Regions from separate parts of the Mus musculus genome. Here all the other regions are linked to region 2. Evidence: chromatin contacts called from public promoter capture Hi-C data. All regions are on one chromosome and are shown on one strand. The core of a region is the stretch at or near the end of the contact, and the rest is flanking DNA. Distances in the headings are between cores, read along the strand shown. Region 1 overlaps Rad50 (RAD50 double strand break repair protein). Region 2 has its middle 4.6 kb from the start of Gm19835. Region 3 holds the start of Il13 (interleukin 13).

Region 1 (3,121 bases), core at 114-2,613, 190 kb before region 2:
AGAAAGAATGTGGTAGTGTGTAGTTACCATGCTTGAGGGCCGTTGTTCTATTTCCAGCACAAAACTATAAAAAATACAAGTATAGGAAAGTAATTGTACATATCTCTTTAACAACTTTTGGCAGAGTTTGTGTAGTAGCTCTTTAACCAAAATTTTCAAATTTCTAGGGAGCTGGAGTAGAGGGCTCAGTGGTAAAGAGCACTGGCTACTCTTGCATTGGCTCTGGGTTTAGTTCCCAGCATGCACGCAGTGGCTCACAACCACCTGTAACTCCAGTTCTGTGGCATCTGATATGCTTTTCTGATGTCTTTGGGTCCCAGGCACATACATAGTGCATGCCCTTATGTGGAGGCAAAGCATTCCGACACATAAACTCAATCTAAATAATTTAAATTTTTCAAATATCCCACATTTGTTTTTATTTTAGCAAAGAGCTAGCTTCAGCTGAACAAAATAAAAATCATATAAATAATGAGCTAAAGAAAAAGGAAGAACAGTTGTCCAGTTATGAAGATAAGCTATTTGATGTTTGTGGTAGCCAAGATTTGGAAAGTGATTTGGGCAGACTTAAAGAAGAAATTGAAAAGTCCTCAAAGCAGCGAGGTAAGTTACAGTTTATAGAGATCATCAAGGCACTTTGACTTTTGAAATTTCATTCACAGGTAACTGCTAAGGATCAGAGATTTTAAGACTTACTTTGAAAATTAATTATAATTGTGTGTATGAAGGGGTATGTGCATGTGAGTCAGGTATCCACCAAGGCCAGAGGCATCAGGTCGTCCTTGGAGGTAGTGTTGCAGATGATAGTGAGCTGTCCAGTGTAGGTGCTAAAAACCAACTCTGCTTCTCTTGCTAGAGCAGCAAGTGCTCTTAACTGCTCAGCCACCCCTCCAGCCCAAGGACTATCCTGGAGGTTTAGAAACTTTGCATAGACCCAAAAGACTTGAACTTGTTCCTGGCTGTATAGCTTCACTGTACAAGTAGCTTTGGGACTTGCTGAACCTTTCTTGTGCTTCAGATTTGTCCTCTATAGAATGAAAATAAAGCTATGCATTATGTAGTACAGTAAGAGGAGCAAATGAGATTGTGTGTGTAAGGAATGCCTAGCACATAGAAGATCTCAGTAAAATGTTAGATGCCAGAGATTATGCAAATAGAATATAGAGTATCCTTAGGAAGATTTAAATGTCAAAATCTTTATTTCCTTTGGGTATACTTATAAAGCAAGAATAATGATTATGGAAGAAATGCATGTGTGTCTGACTAGGGTTTCCTAACCTTTTAAACAGCCATGCTGGCAGGAGCCACAGCAGTTTACTCCCAGTTCATTACGCAGCTGACAGATGAAAACCAGTCCTGCTGCCCAGTCTGTCAGAGAGTATTTCAGACAGAGGCTGAGTTACAGGAAGTCATCAGCGACTTGCAGTCCAAGCTGAGGCTTGCTCCAGATAAACTCAAGTCAACAGAATCGGAACTGAAGAAAAAAGAGCGGCGCCGTGATGAAATGCTTGGGCTTGTGCCCGTGAGGTAAGCCTGAGTAGTCTTGGCTCGGGTGGTCTTTACTCTGTGTTTCCTGAGGCTTGGCTTGAGTCATAGTTACGACAGTTCTAAACTGCTTGTTGATGTCATTTTCCAAACCCCACAAACAAAATATGAAAAGTTCTAAAAAACAACTTAAAAATTTTTATGTATGTGTGTGGATGTTTGCCTACATGTATGTCTGTGCACCACATGGGTACTTGGTACCTGTAGAAGCCCAAAATGGGTATTAGATACCCTGGGACTGGAGTTTTATATGGTTGTGAGCTGGCTGTGAGGGCTGGGAACTAAATCCTGGTCCTCTGGAAGAGTAACCAGTGCTCTTAACTGCTAAGCCCCCCTCTCCCAAAAAACCCTCTAACTTTTAAAACTACATTTTATTTATTTAGTGTGGGTATGGGCATGCAATGTCATTCATGTGGCCGTCAGAGGACAACTTTCAGAAGTTCTCCTTTCCATTATGTAGGTCCTGGGGTTCAAACTCGGGCCATTAGGCTTGGTGGCTGGCATCTTTACCCGCTAAGCAATCTTGTCATTCCCCAAGACAACCTTAAGGGTATGACGTTCTCATCGGTAACTCCTTATCCTCATGCTTCTCCCTCCCAAGGTCGGGTGTGGGCCACCATGTCCTGCTCCAAAGAGCTCTTAACAGTCCGTTCTCTAGACAGGAAGCCTCTTTACTTACTTTACTTTACTTATTTATTTATTTATTTTTGGTTTTTTTTGAGACAGGGTTTCTCTGTAGCCCTGGCTGTCCTGAAACTCACTTTGTAGACCACTCCCTGCCTGTGTGAGACTTTGTTAGCACTGTGTGACTGCTCCTGGTTCTTAGCCAAAATCCTGTCATCATAACTGTCCTTTTTACATGTAACAGGCCTGTCTGTGACCACGGTTTTTGGAAGTAATAAGAAATGGAAGTGATTGCTCATGTTAATATACATATGAAATAGGAACACTTCATTGTTTCTTCTCCCCCCTCCAACCCTCCCTTAAGAACTTGTCTGTTACCACAGTACTTTAAGGTTGGCATTTCTTGGTCATAGTGTATACTTTTTAAAAAATCAGTAACAGTTATAGCATGTAATAGCCAACATTTGGGTTGTTGTTTTTTCCTTGTTATTAGCAGCTAATTTAATTTATTGTACTTTTTAGACTTGCCATATTAATTTAATTTTAAGAAAGAATTTGGAATTTTTCAGAAATAAACTTGATTTTTTTTAAAAAAGTTTATTTTTAGTTTATATGTATGGATGTTTTATTTTCTTGTATGATCTGTGCACTCCATGCATGCAATGCTCATGAAGGCCAGAAGATGTCATTGGACCTCATGTAACAGTTGTTACATACGGTTGTTAGCCACCATGTGGGTGTTGGGAATTAATCCCCAGTTCTCTGAAAGAATACCCAGTGCTTTTAACTGAGCCATCTCTCCAGCCCCTAAACTTTGAATTTAAAAAAAAAAAAAAACTGAATACGTGTTACTGCTTTATAATTGACATCAATAATAATTATAGAGCCAGTACTTGTCTTAGAGACAGTAAGATTCAAATAGTGATATTAAAAAAGGCTGAGCTAGGCGTGG
Region 2 (2,835 bases), core at 202-2,701:
AGCAAGACAAGCTGATGTCTTTCATCTAAGTAGAAGGCGAGTTAATTATGGCTATGAAAGAGGTTAGGGACAAATTGAACTGTGTCTACCAGGCTGTCTTTAAAACCAGGACAACTCTCTCTGTCCCAAGGGCAAATGCCCATTGATGGGTCTCACATCTCTAAACACTGGTACTATAATTTCAGATCCTGGCTGAATTGGTATTCATCTGTCACAGCAAGAAGTCTAGTCTCTGAATCATCTAGCCTAGTCAGCAGGGTCACTACTTCACAATCAAGGTCATGGTTTAACAGCATTCTGCAGGCTTCTTAAATTAGGCCCATCCTAATTCAGACAGCCTAGTGAGGAAAAAAAAAAAAAAAAAAAAGCAACCAACCAACTAAGCCTCCAAATTCCCTCAGAGGGGAGGGGGTGTGGGTAAAAGAATCTTTTCTGTTAAACCTTCTACCGTATGTGGGGCTGGAGAGATGGCTCAGCCTTTAAGGGCACTTGTTGCTCTTGCAGAACAGCAGAGTTCACTTCCCAGCACCCACACTAGGCTGCTCACAATTTAACCTGTTCCAGCTCCAGGGCATCTGATGCCCTCTTCTGGGTTCTTTGGGCACTTGAACACAGTGTGTGTGTGTGTGTGTGTGTGTGTGTGTGTGCGCGCGCGCGCGCTCATGTGTATGTACACACACTTGCTCAGACAGGCACATATACGTACGTACACATAAGTAAAAATAAATATTATACATTAAGGATGGGGATAAAGCTCAATACATAGAGTATCTTCTTAGCAAATAAAAAACCCTGGGCTCCATATTTAGCATCCCATAAAATAGGCATCGTGGTGCATAGTTATAACCCCAGTCCTGGAGAGGAGGAAGGTAGAAAGATCAGAAATTCAGCCGGGCAGTGGTGGTGCATGCCTTTAATCCCAGCACTTGGGAGGCAGAGGCAGGCGGATTTCTGAGCTCGAGGCCAGCCTGGTCTACAGAGTGGGTTCCAGGATAGCCGGGGCTACACAGAGAAAACCTGTCTCAAAAAAACAACAACAAAACAAACAAACAAACAAAGATCAGAAATTCAAGGCTGTCCTTAGGTGTATCACAAGTTTGAGGCTAACCTGAGCTGTATGAGACCCTGTCTTAAAGCAATAACAACAACAAAATGCCTCATGTAGTAGAATTAAGCAGGCAGAAAAGAAATGGGGGGGAGGAAAAGTAGCAGAGGACTGCTTGAGGAGCATCACCTCATGGGTACCCAGCTTTTCCAAGTCTCAGAGGACCAGGCTTGCTGCTCTCCCGACTTAGCAACCAAGCAACCAGTCTGACCTATCACAAAAACAGCCTGGAAAAAAAAAATCGCAGATGCAAAAACTGAGTTTTCAACTCGGGCATGTGACCTGGTGCTAGGATTCAGAACTATGACCTCATTGAGATCAGGCACAACAGGCTGCAAGCCTGAGAAAGGAGGAGAGAGAGGCCTTCTCGCTTCCCCTGGGCTAGTAAGCAAGAACAAAACATGATTTGTTCCGGAAGGAAGTCGTGACTAAAAAAACAGCTTGCTATCTGGGCAAAGTCCCTTTGCAGCCTCTGCTGGCCACCCATCCCCCTCAAGTCCCTTTTAGCTGGAGACCCCCCTGCTGATGGCGCTTAAGAGGCCAGAAGGGGCCCATAATGAGAGGCCACACACGCAAAACAAGAGATTCCCACTGCCATAACAAGGATCAGAATGGTCAAAACCATAAGCGCCCACCACAGCTCAGCGGGCGTAGGCGTGGAATTTAGTGGCCAGCGTGGGTTGAAAGTCATAATAGAGTCTAATGTTATATAATGTATTTGAACTATGAAGACTTTTTAAATTACATTTATTTATTTATTTTGTATTCGTGTGTAACAGTGTGACTGTGGAGGTCAGAGAACAACTGTGGGGATCAGTTCTCTCCTTCCACCATGTGCGTCCTGGGAATTGAACTCAGGTAATTAGGCTTGGTAGCAAGTACCTTTATCCACTGATCTATCTTACCAGTCCCTGAAGCCGCTTGAAAAGAAATAGATTTATTTTATTTGTAATTATGTGAATGTGTGTGGGTATGTGTACATGGGCGCTAGTGCCCACAGAGACCAGATAGATGAAGATGTTGGATCCCTGTTGTTGGAGTTGGTTGTGGCTGCTGGGAACAGAACCCCAGTCCTGTGGAAGAGCAGTACTGACTCCAACCCACTGAGCCATCTTTCTAGCCGAGGGTTTGTTTTTTTAATTTATATTTTTGGTGTTGGTGTTGGTTTTTCATCCTGTTTTATTTTTTTCCAGGAGCTCACTATATAGACCAGGCTGGCCTTGAGGTTCCACTGACTTCTGACTCCCAAGTGCTGGGATTAAAGGCGGTGCCACAGCATCCTGCTTGGCCTGAGCGCTTTCTCTCTCTCTCTCTCTCTCTCTCTCTCTCTCCCTCTCTCTCTCTCTCTCTCTCTCTCTCTCTCCCTCTCTCTCTCCTTCTCTCTCTCTCTCTCTGTCTCCCTCCCTCTCTCTTTTTTTAAGATTTATTTTTACAAGTACACTGTCGCTGTCTTCAGACCCACCAGAAGAGGACATCAGATCCCATTACAGATGGTTGTGAGCCACCATGTGGTTGCTGGGAATTGAACTCAGGACCTCTGGAAGAACAGTCTCTTAACCACTGAACCATCTCTCTAGACCTGGCCTGAGCTTGTAAAATTTATGTTTATTTAACTAAGTAGCCTTAATAACTACAAAGGGCTTGCCACCCTTGCTTCTGGATATTTTAGGGTACAAGCCTAGGCCCTGGCAGCCCCCTGTGGTCACCTACATGTCCTCACTTTACCAATT
Region 3 (3,037 bases), core at 128-2,627, 140 kb before region 2:
CCCACAGGGGTCATTTGGCTAGGCAAGGCACTTCAAATCCCGGGAGGGCACAAGGGACGGAGGCAGATTTCCAGTTCCCAGATCTGTAGAAGGTCGGGGGGCACCTCCACTGTGGACAGAAAGCTGTCATGTTTTCCCCAGTGGGAAGGGAGCTGGGCAGGACTAGGCCCTGCAGGAGTGAGGGCGTCAGGAAATTTGTGAGAAGATGGAATCTGGCTGAGGAGAAGAAACGGGTGGGGAAAGAGTCTGAGAAAGAAGAGGGGCCATGGAGGGGCCTCTGCTGGCCTGAGGGAGGAAGTGGGTGAGGGTGCATCTTGACATCACTACCCAATAGGCAAATGCTGCGGCCTCTGCAGGGGGTGGGTGGCTCAGTATGAGGAAAGAGTAGGGAAAAGGCTATGTGCGGGTGTCCCTGCAGCAGAGATGCTGCAGCTCCAATCATTTTCAACATTCTGGGAAATTTGAGGCCCTTGCAGGATCAGCGCAGCTTCTGCGGAGACGTGGAGGTTGGGGTAGGGGTGGGGGCTGGGGGAGTGTGATGGCCACAGTCTCGGCCTTATCAACAGCATTAATGCTCTTTGGCCTGGGCTGGAGTTTGGGCAGCCTGCTGCTGGCCCAACCCAGATATAGTGTCCCAACAGAAGGGTCAAGAGAAGACACTGGTGGGCCGGGTGTTCAAGCTGCCCACTGGCAGAATTAGCATCAGAAGAGATTTACTCCTTAAAGGTCAGGGGAATACCTGAGCCAGCTGCATTTCAGCGAACCTTTGGGCAGTACAAACGTCTATATCCCTCCCACTCGTGCAGCTGAGGAACAATAGTGTGGTTGGAAGTGGCTTCTTAGTCTCTCTGTCCTGTTTAAATTTTGTATCCAAACCATGCATTGCTTTGGTGATTTATCAGATACGTTTGTTGAAATTAAGAAGAAAAAAAGAAAAGAAAGAAAGAAGAAAGGAAGGAAGGGAGGAAGGAAGAAAGAAAGAAAGGAGAAAACTTCCCCAATTCTCACAGCTAATAGACTGATACTCACCTGCCCAAAGGGTGACAAGTACTTAGTGATCAAGGGGTCAGCATTGGGCTGGCTGCTCAGGAGCTTGGGGCGGTCAGCGGGTGGAATTACTGGGGCGGAAGTTAGCTTTGCTGATGCCCACCGTGGAAATAAACCACCCAGAACCTGGAAACCCTGTCCCAGACCCTTCTCAATAAATCCACTAAATCAGACTCTTTCCTTTAGCGGCCACTGGATTTTCCAAAAAAGAAAAAAAAAAATTCAAGATGAGTAAAGATGTGGTTTTCAGATAATGCCCAACAAAGCAGAGACCAGGGGTGAGGCGTCATCACTTTGGTTTATAAAAGCTGCTTCAACAGGCTAAGGCCACAAGCCAGCAGCCTAGGCCAGCCCACAGTTCTACAGCTCCCTGGTTCTCTCACTGGCTCTGGGCTTCATGGCGCTCTGGGTGACTGCAGTCCTGGCTCTTGCTTGCCTTGGTGGTCTCGCCGCCCCAGGGCCGGTGCCAAGATCTGTGTCTCTCCCTCTGACCCTTAAGGAGCTTATTGAGGAGCTGAGCAACATCACACAAGACCAGGTGAGTAGCACACACAGCCCCTTCCCGGAAGAGGTCATGAGCAGGCTGGGTCTGGGCCTGTGTGAGTGACAGACGAAGCCCCCTGGTCACCGGGCTCAAAAATGAGGAAGAAGAGCAGCTAACTTGGGGGGGGGGAGGGTGCAACAGTGTATGGACAGTAAAGGGTTCCCCCAAAGAAAAGACCTTTACAACAGGACAGGTTTAATCTAAGAAAACCCGTGGAGAAGAAACCTCTGGATGGGGAAACCAGACAGCTCTCCAACTGCTCATAGCCTAGGGATAGTTATGGGGACAGGGAAGAGTTGAGATGTTGGTCCAAAGCTTGCTATCAGTATTCAAAGAAGCAAGCAAGAGGGCCAGCTGATCCTTATCTGATCTGATAATGACTGGCTAGTCGTTATCAGGGACGTGTAGGAGTGGCGACCACTGTTTATCCAAAATGGAGGATTTTCTCAAAATGGCGTGGCCATGGCTAACAGATGGACCTTGCAGGGGTTGGCAGAGTCACCCGAGGCCTGGCCCCACTTCTACTAGCTCGGGACTCTTCCACAGAGGAAAACCGGGACGAGCCAGCAGCTTCCTAGAACCATTTGGCATCTGCCAGCTGGGTTTCCCATGTCATGTCCATCTGGATTTCTTAACCCATGTCCCTGTCAGGGTTTCAGTCAGTGGGACAGGACGCAGTGACGCCAACTCCTCTCTCTACTGGAAAATCAGCTCATAGCATCTGACCACTGATTACTGCCAAGCCTGGCACTGGATGCTGTCTTATCTTTATTGACACCCCCAGAGGCTGGCATGGTGGTTTCCTTTTGTGAGGTCCAGGGAGGCTAATGTCAGACTCAAGCCTTTTAAGAATCTCACCTGAGGCCTCGTGTGTGTGTCCCTAACATGGTGTCTCATTCAGAGAAGAGAAGTGGTCCACTAGGCTCCCACTGCCTCCCACTTGACTTGACTAGGTCAACAGCAGCCTCCCCCACCCCTCCTTTATAAAACCTCACTCTGGCCTTCTCTGTAGACCCCCGTCCTCCTGCCCAGACAGTGGCAAGCTTCAGATAAGGCATTTCCCCTGCCAACAGCCACTCAGTTTCCCTCTTTCAGCTCCAAGACTCTATTTCCTGCCCTAGCTCCTTATGCAGACTAGACAGCGAAGCATAGGGTGTTGAGGGGTTGTCAAGCCAGGCTCTATGCTACCCGAGGGATGCTTGTGGGCCTGGCCTGGCTGGGGTAGGCCTGTGACTCCTGCTACCGGTCTACTCACGGTCTCTTTGCTTCCTTAGACTCCCCTGTGCAACGGCAGCATGGTATGGAGTGTGGACCTGGCCGCTGGCGGGGTAAGGAACCTGGCCTGAGGGGATGTGGCGGCGGTTATTGGCTGTTGGCTTCTTTTCTCTAAGCCCCACTCATGTAGCTAGAGCTTTGCAAACAACCTTCAGAGATAGGCATGCCTAG

Evidence for each region. Promoter capture Hi-C pulls out the DNA fragments that hold promoters and counts their contacts. Capture Hi-C pulls out chosen DNA fragments and counts their contacts.
Region 1: a contact with region 2 is called in a promoter capture Hi-C map of adipose tissue. The contact joins two enhancer-like sites. A contact is called at or near these places in 3 of 39 promoter capture datasets (the C10 cell line, the HPC-7 cell line and embryonic stem cells) and 2 of 9 other capture datasets (adipose tissue and liver).
Region 3: a promoter capture Hi-C map of the HPC-7 cell line shows a contact between it and region 2. The contact joins the promoter of Il13 here to the enhancer-like site in region 2. A contact is called at or near these places in 13 of 39 promoter capture datasets (the C10 cell line, the HPC-7 cell line, HPC-7-derived erythroid cells and 8 more), 2 of 15 datasets of contacts at CTCF or cohesin (embryonic stem cells and large pre-B cells), 38 of 484 Hi-C or Micro-C datasets (B cells, the Ba/F3 cell line, CD4 T cells and 14 more), 6 of 115 datasets of contacts at active chromatin or transcription factors (embryonic hindbrain, embryonic midbrain, embryonic stem cells and 2 more) and 4 of 9 other capture datasets (adipose tissue, embryonic stem cells, liver and 1 more).

What each region holds. Positions count from the first base shown.
Region 1 is chr11:53,681,608-53,684,728 of GRCm38.p6, reverse strand. Rad50 (RAD50 double strand break repair protein) reads left to right here. Exons shown (of 25, transcript NM_009012.2): 12 at 428-603; 13 at 1,290-1,527. Among named protein-coding and RNA genes, the nearest start is that of Rad50, 24 kb to the left of the region's middle. Within about 2 kb of position 1,363, at least 12 of the 459 cell types and tissues checked have an H3K27ac peak or open chromatin away from gene starts, as enhancers often do. A contact at or near this core is called in adipose tissue, where this site is marked.
Region 2 is chr11:53,490,822-53,493,656 of GRCm38.p6, reverse strand. No RefSeq gene overlaps it. Among named protein-coding and RNA genes, the nearest start is that of Gm19835, 4.6 kb to the right of the region's middle. Within about 2 kb of position 1,451, at least 60 of the 459 cell types and tissues checked have an H3K27ac peak or open chromatin away from gene starts, as enhancers often do. A contact at or near this core is called in the HPC-7 cell line, adipose tissue, bone marrow-derived macrophages and 3 more, where this site is marked.
Region 3 is chr11:53,633,042-53,636,078 of GRCm38.p6, reverse strand. It overlaps Il13 (interleukin 13), which reads left to right and starts at 1,377. Exons shown (of 4, transcript NM_008355.3): 1 at 1,377-1,585; 2 at 2,866-2,919. The coding sequence starts at 1,445.